2 separate regions of the Drosophila melanogaster genome follow, and region 1 is linked to region 2. Evidence: chromatin contacts called from public Hi-C data. All regions are on one chromosome and are shown on one strand. Each heading gives the region's core, a stretch centred on a gene start, on an enhancer-like site or on the middle of the called end of the contact. The rest is flanking DNA. Distances are from core to core; before and after follow the strand shown. Region 1 holds the start of PlexA (Plexin A). Region 2 holds the start of 4E-T (eIF4E-Transporter).

What was found. A called contact is a pair of places that touch in the nucleus more often than the background predicts.
Region 1: a Hi-C map of the Kc167 cell line shows a contact between it and region 2, with 2.7 times the contacts expected there. The contact joins the promoter of PlexA here to the promoter of 4E-T in region 2. A contact is called at or near these places in 21 of 107 Hi-C or Micro-C datasets (the Clone 8 cell line, the Kc167 cell line, the OSC cell line and 8 more).

What each region holds. Positions count from the first base shown.
Region 1 is chr4:1,024,624-1,028,803 of dm6, reverse strand. It overlaps PlexA (Plexin A), which reads left to right and starts at 1,703. Exons shown (of 10, transcript NM_001258499.2): 1 at 1,703-2,034. It overlaps Mpv17 (Mitochondrial inner membrane protein MPV17), which reads left to right. Exons shown (of 1, transcript NM_143687.4): 1 at 1-129. The coding sequence ends at 61. It also overlaps asRNA:CR44031.
Region 2 is chr4:955,574-959,815 of dm6, reverse strand. It overlaps 4E-T (eIF4E-Transporter), which reads left to right and starts at 1,424. Exons shown (of 8, transcript NM_166798.2): 1 at 1,424-1,810; 2 at 1,927-3,271. The coding sequence starts at 1,785. lncRNA:CR45201 (long non-coding RNA:CR45201) reads left to right here and starts at 382. Exons shown (of 1, transcript NR_123751.1): 1 at 382-592. It also overlaps asRNA:CR44030.

The DNA.
Region 1 (4,180 bases), core at 454-2,953, 69 kb before region 2:
CTACGCCCAGTTCATCGCCCTCGTATGGAACTGCTACCTCTCCATGATACTTAATAGCTAGGGCACTAAGTTCCCCGCATAAGTAATACGGTGCCTGTGTATCAAATTTAACAAATACATTATTATCCTTATCTCGACATGTGACTTCGGACTGGATTTGGTTGTCGTTTTTTTAGGGGTATTCGGCGGAAAGGCTGTACATATAGAATGGAATTTATAGTATACATGTATTATAGGCACTCGAGTTTTAATCCTACAAAGCACTTCAAAAAATTTTGCTTGAAATCTTATTTCCCTCCGTTATTAGTCGGTTGGGCATGTGCTTCTCAAAATATTTACTCGATCATTTAAATTTGAATTGGATAAGCAAGATTGTATCATAACGACGTCACGCCCAATCTAACGCCCACAATTTCTGTGGGCGTTGTGTTGTTATTTTGTTTTCATTTAATTATCTGTCATGATATTGACATACCACAAAAATTTTGCCACACCCAAACTGTTATGCCCACTCTTAAGAATTATTTTTCGATTTTATTTTATAAATTCTCTTGGCTGTTTCTATCGATTTGCCAAACGTATTTTAGCCACGCCCACTGTTCCCACTATCTGAATAACGGGTAAACCTTTTATTTCTGACATTTTAAGGCAGATTGTGGGAGGTAGGGTTAAACAACAAACGTTCTGCAACAATCTTGAAAAATGTGGCGTCACTTGAATCTACATGCTCTGAGCTCTCTAGAGTTCATAGTTCCGAAAATATCAATTCTCCATAAGTTTGTTCCTTTCTACATTTCTATTTTACGATTTAGGGGAATAAACTTTTGAAAAGTGCGTCAACGGTATCTTCTGACAGTTTCCCACAAGTTGTTGATATCCTGTTGTTTAACGTGAGATAGACGATTTATGGATAGAATTTACCTTAGTAGCGCCAAAAATACCGCAAACTGCGCACGCACGAAGCTGAGAATGTAAGCAGCCAATAGTGGAATACACTTCATGTGTACATGTGCAAATAAACACCCTGCAATTCAATTCATTTAACTTTTATCTATATGTCATTTCTTAGAAAAAATCTCTATTGCTAATCAGCCCTCAAAACAGTGAAATTATTGATTATTTTTTTTTCTTACTAACTAACTAAGTCTCTAACTACATGGTCATAACAACAATGCTTTAAATCAGATGTGTAAATATGCACATCTGCAGTCGGTGTCAGTTGAAGATATTTCAATAGGTCATAAAATGTGCACAAAGGCCAACAAAAAAAAGTTGTGCCATGAAATTTTAAATAACAAAATTATGCTTTGATACAGTTTGCGCACATATTTGCTGTGGATTGAGGAGCTGTTAGCATGAAATTCTTAAGTCCAATTTTTCAATTTACATTTTCATTGTGAACAGACCTTTATAGTCTCATCACACTATCGATATTAAAGAAAACGAATATATTAAATATATTTATTTCATTTTTTAATAATGCTCAAGGAAATTAGAGAGATAATAAATATTATCTGGCTTGGGAATCAAACCCCTTCCAAATTACTTTCGTACGAGTCATTACACAGTAACAACAAGACATTTTCCATGTACTCGTGAACATTACATTTTGAAGTGTGCCATCGGTTAATTTAGGTATCGATAGTGATAGGTATGAACGGGTCTTAGGACTAACAACTAGTTGTTTAATTCTCTCCTCTGCCTTATAGTATCGATAACATTTACATACAATGATGTGTAAATTAAAGTGTGGTGTAATTCGAAAATAGACAGAAATTATGTTCAGTGACTTGCGATGTAAAGAAATAATAGTTAATGAGTGAAATATAGGAAAACAAACAGTAAGCCGGATTTCCGATTGTTCACTAGAAAACTATCGCCGTTCCATAATTCAGATATACATACAAAATTGTCATTTTTTGCTAAATATTAAAAAAAGTGTAATAAAATCATTTAACGTTCCAGTGTATATTGCATTGCTTTAGAATTATTAAGAAAATACAAATTTTCTTTAACTGGTATACAACGTTGTATGTATGTAAAAATTAAAAACGGCCATGCAATCATTTTGTTTTATGTACTTAAGTATATATTATATTTATGTAAATAGTATTTTTAAAAAGTGTGGCTCTTATTTAAATACATTGTTAGCTGCGTTTCACACATACGAAATTAAATGCATCATGCATTGGGAAAGATAGCAGCAAAATAAAATTTGCTGTATATGATGTGCATGTGTATGCATATAAATATATACATTTTGTATAGATGTGTGTGCACCAGAATATCCCAAAAATTCCAAATGCAAAAGATCGAGTTTTACTTCTCTCAATAATCTTTGCCTAAAAACATTTAAACTAAGTGCACTTACATTTTACCGGTTTATTATATGTATTTAAATTCGGGCGCTGGCCAAATTTGTATGTATGTATGTGCAGTATGCATATATGCATTTGCAATGAAATTACCAAATATTGTGCACGCTCGCCCAAATTTGAAATCCTGGAATAGCCGTGAATATACTTTAAAACTACATAAATTCTCTATAACGAAATGGCTTGGAATAAGTGGCCTGAGTGCGAATATATGTAAGTGGAAAAAAATTGAACGTTTGGAACTGAATTTGTTCAAAGTTTTACAATTAATGTGTTAGGTAGAGGAAATTTTTTATTGCAAAAACGAGATATGCTTATATAGCATACATAGGAAACTCCTTAGCTTGGGATTTCCATTCCATTAATATTTATAGCATGATATGGATTCATGTTTAATATATATGTACAGTTGCGGTCAACATATTAGCGGCAGTAGCGGAATATATTTTGGTCGGTTATAGTCCTATTCGGAGACAGTAAATGGTAGAGCACGTTGGTTCATGAATTATGCTTTGGGTGAGATTTTCATATTAAGGAGTTGAGCCAGTATATCTGAAGCTCCATCTTCAGTTCCGTCACCGGGTTCTTGCTTTGCCGAACCAAGCGCTTGGATGCTTGGAGAGCATCCAAGTTGGACATTGAAGGCTTTCCTCGCCGCGTTTCGTTCTTTTCGACAAACAGCAGTGATTTGCGGATCATTTTGTTTGAACAACCGACAATGCGACCAATTTCAGCGTAGGTTTTACCTTCAGAGATCACGTTTTTAATCAAATTTCTTTTTTCGACGGTACAATGCTTTCCGTGACCCATGACTAGAGAATTTTTGGTCTTCGTTTGGAGCAAATTCAATTAAAACCTTTAATGCAACACCTTTTTTTCAAAATTTGTCGTAAAAAAAACCAAAGCAATCACTCCCATTAATTTTATTCAGCAAATACGTTTTCAGTGCTATTTTTGTTACCGCCTCATTTCGCGCACTTTTGCAGCAAGTGCCCAAAAACAAAAAGAACCGTTAAATTGAGAGACTAAAAATTTATTGCTCAAAGAGGCAACATATGGTACTTATTATTCATGCAATCTGGCTTAAAAAAAAAAAAATTTATAATTTTTTTTAGGATATCAATTTTCCACCTGCAGTAGTGCTATTATTTTAACCTTAACTGTAGTTTCAAAACTATTTGTACGACATCATTTTAAACTATGCGATAAACTACCCATGTTTCAGGGAAGTACACTTACAGCCAACCCACAGTTTTTGTTTTGACGTGATTAAATTTTTAAACTGAGTTTTTTTGGCTGTGAAGATTTTCAAAATTACGATTTATTGGGTGTTCACGAAATACATTTATAATCTATATGTAACAGCATTTCAATGTTTGGTGATCCACACAAATAGAATTCGAAAGAATACTATAGTCGAGTTCCCCGACTCAGATACCCGTAACTCAGCTAGTGTGAATGCGAACGCGAAATTGCTTTATTTTTCTGGGATATCAATATTAAGGAATAAAATGAGAAAAAATTTAAAATTTGTTTTAAAATGTGAGCGTGGCAGTTTTGCGCGGTTTTAGGGCGTTAGAGTGGGCGTGGCAACATAGGTTAACAAACTTTCGCTCCGTATTTGTCTTTAGAATCTGTATGCTGAATCTCAACCTTTTAGCTGATATATACAGCTGTGTTCATAAAAATAGCAGTGCTTGGGACTTGCGAGTTTAGGATAAAAAATCATATGATTTAAAGTTGTAATGGGAATTTTTTTCATAATTTTATTATTATATCAAACAATTCAACATATGTTTCACTTT
Region 2 (4,242 bases), core at 175-2,674:
GTGGAACATGATGTCATTTTCTAGACATTGTGCACGAAGATCATTCCCGAAGTCGACCGAACACTTATTCCGTGCATGTTTCATCAGACCGCCGGCAGCATATTTTAGCGTTAGGCGTGCACTTCCTTGTATAACTGTGTACACCTACAAAAAATTTCAAAATCAATCTATCGGGCACGCTCCGTTAATCGAAGTACTTTACGATTTCGATTTTAAAGATTGGTGCTCCGGTTTTCAAATTCGTAAGGATTTTCGATGTGTATAACGGGCACTTTTGTCTGGCCGAAATGAAAAGTATATGCCCATTTTTATATCACGTTAGATCTTAACCAAGGGAAAAAATAGTTCAGTAGTCTATTGATTTATATTCATTAGTTATTTTATATACAATTTATTTCTGACCCCATCAAAAATTTGATATACAAAATTTTGCTGTCGGCAACAAAAATTTTCGATTTGGCATTTTAAAACGCAAGATCGGTGCTCCGGTTTTCAAATTCGTAAGGATTTTTCGATTTGTAAAACGGACACTTTTGTCTGGCCGAAATGAAAAGTATATGCCCATTTTTATATCACGTAAGATATTATTTACCAAGGGAAAAAATAGTTTACTCAGTGGTCTATTGATTTATATTAATTATTTATATTCATTATTTATTTTATATACAATTTATTTCTGACCCCATTAAAAATTTGACATACAAAATTTTGCCGTCGGCAAAAAAAATTTTCGATTTGGCATGGGGTCATGCGTGCGTCGACTAAACTTACTTATAAAATATAAAAGAATTAATTATCTTAATTTAAAAGATGGCCTATAGTGTTCGTAAGTAATGCTATTTAATTTAATTAATTAAACGGTCAAAATGCAGTAAAAAATTAAATGCGAACATCGGAATTAAAATTGTGAAAAAGGTGTCCGCTGGAAAACAGCTTAAACAGCTGTTTACTGTACAGAAAACACTCCGACAGCAAAAAATTTTACGAAATCAAATCGAATTCGGAAACAAATTACGATTATTCGGTAATGCATGCCTGATTATAATTTCTTGATTTGTTTTATATTAAATTTAAAATTTAATAGTTTAATAATATAAAAATATTCTTATTTATATTATATATTATGAGTATTTCAAATGTAAATAATCATATAAACTATTTTATAAAACATCGACGTTACATAAATAAAATTTATTTTTTGTTTTTCAAGTGTAAATAATAATATTAATCATTTTAGAAAACATTCGGCACCTTTACTCGACGCTCATACGAACGGACAGATATGCTTAGTCTGGTATCGCTTTAGCACCAGTAGGAAAAACCTAGAATTTCTTTTCCCACAAATGTCACAACTTCAAAATTCCATTGTTTCACGGTGTTTCTCTTTTAATGTTTCAATATTAATATATATAATGCCTTAAGGTTCAATAAGAACAAAATATTTTCAATGTCTATATCCCACTCCAATTTAGCGTGATATTCACAAAGCTAATCGCAACATTGTGAGCATTAAAAATTGTTATATATGTATGTAAGCGTCTTGGGATTATATTCTCATGAAACTCAACAGTCATATATATGGCCTTAAAATACGTATATATATATATATATATTAATTTTTCAAAGTGTGTGTTTGCATAAGTGGTGTGTACTATTTGTATATTCATTGTACAATTTCTCCCGTTCATATAGGAGAGTGTTCTGTTTTTAATAATTTTGGATATCTTAACTTTTTCGACTTTCTGTAATAAGTTAGATTACACAGTGAACTATAGTCCTTAGCAATGGATACATCAAAGATTAGTGCCAGGTATGTGGATTAAATATTGGTAAATTTTAGTCAACTTTTTCGATATTATTCTCGCGTACTGTTTTTTTAAACTTGTATATGTACTAACATTGTTTTAACAATCTGTTTCACATTAGGTACTCGAAAGTAGACCTGTTAGCTCTAAGATATGAAGGTAAAAGTCGACAGCGCCCGCAATGTTCAACACGACTTGAATTGCAGACGCTAGGTTTTTGGAAAATTAATCTGAACACAGCTGCGTTAACCGTGTCCAGCGCCTATTCTAATCAAAACAAGAATCGACTTTCTCCAGAAGCAGATAACTCGAGCTTAATTTGTTCCAATAGTAGCTCAATAAGTTCACGTCGCGCTATGAGAAATCGAGAACGGGCAAACAACTATTACCAGCGCTTCGTACCTACCGATTCTCTTCTAATAAGTGGGGAGGATAAAGATAAGGATGCGCTTTCTCATGGACAGCCCTATAAGTTGAATATCATCGATCACCGTAGCATATCATCTTCACATTTAATGCCGGCATTTGCAAAGAGGCGTTTTGTCATATCGAAAGGCAGCAACAGCGAGGAAAGCAACGAGGGGATAAACACTTGTGCAAGCAAGGGCAAGGCAGCCAGTTCGCCTAGCCGTAAGGGTAGCGAGTTGGATACTGCTGAGACATGTTTGAATTTTGTTCAGCCGGATCACGACCAATGCATGTCATCTTCACCTACATTTTCAACATCCCGCCAAGAAAGGCGGATTGGTAGCGGTCGGCTGTTGCCAAGAAGTGATAATTGGGATTACAAAAACGAAAAGACCGTAGAAGCCAGCATTGAGAATGAAAAGGAAACATCTCCAAATGGATCTGGAAGTACAAGCAGTCTTAATCAGCACAATCAAAGCCAACATCGTTCTCGAACATTCAGTGGAAGGTTAGTTGAACGTGTTCCCGAAGTCACAGATCGTCGTTTTCAATATGACTCCAAAAAGTCTTTTGATCGTCAGGGAATTAATAATCGACGCATTTCTGGTAAGGAGCCTTTCAGTACTCAAAGCCGAAGCAAGCGTGGCAATTCCTATCTCATTCACGAAGAACCTGAATGGTTCAGTGCAGGACCTAAATCACAGCTAGAAACTATTGATCTACACGGGTTTGAAGACCTGGAAAAAAACGAAGAGCGATCCGTAACTGAAGATAAAAATAATCAAATTCAACAACTTGATAAAAATTTAGACGCGCAAGCAAGCAAAGATGAAGCTTCGATGAGAAACAGCAATGATAGTTTAAATTTCCGCGAAGTCATTCCAAGTGATGAAAAGAAGCACACTGACGAAAATGTAGTGACTTCTATTCAAAACTCAACAGATCTCGGCCATCCCAATAAAAACAAACCAATTCAGATGCAGCCCAGTCAGAATCCTGAAAGTGAATTTAATTTTGATGCCTTTCTTAATATGCATCCCTTGGATAATTCCGTTTTGGTAAATATATTGCAAAAACTAGATTTTAAGGAATGAGTACCTAATCCATTCAGACATTACATGGACAACTTCCGGGTTACCTTTTATTGACGGATCAATAATAGTATTCAAATAAGCTGTAAATAATGATATTAACTCCCGTTACTCAAGTAAAGGGTAAAGAGTTAAAGGGTATACTAGATTCGTTGAAAAGTATGTAAACTATATATTCTTGATCAGGATCAATAGCCGAGTCGAACTGGCCATGTCCGTCTGTCCGTATGAACGTCGAGATCTCAGGAACTAAAAAAACTAGTATGTTGCAATTTAGCATACAGATTATAGATACGAAGACGCAGCACAAGCAAAGACACTAGAATAACAAGATGCGTAACGGCCATACATTGGTTTTGCACTATGCAGCCAATTTTTTAGTGACGGCCAAAATTGCTCTCTTTCCGCTCGCTCCCGCTGAGAGCATAAGAAATCTAAAAATAGAATTTGCTTGCTTGTGTGAGTAAAAACAAGAGACGAGAACGCATATATGTGTGCGTGTTGTGCTAGAAGACGATTTTCGGACCGAAATCAATTCTGATCAAAGAAACGAATTTACATTGTACATATTAGGGTAGTTTTTGTCAATTTCGTAGCAATATGATAAAATAAAATAATTTTTAACTGACTATTATCATTTTAAAGCTTTTTAAATTTGTTTGTTAAAATCGCCGCTCGAATTAGCTACCGTTTACACATTTATATTTATGTTTAATTCTAATTTGTCTCTCATCTGACAATTTTTTAAAAGCGAAATATTTTTTTTTTTAAACACTTTTAATGTTAATGTTACATCATATTAAGTCAAATGACATAATAAATATAGTAAATAATTAAATATGATAACTGTTTATTGCAAAAGTCATATCAAAGACACTAGAATTATTCTAGTGTCTTTGCTTTGTTCATATCTTGAAGCACGAAGTACGGACACAAGC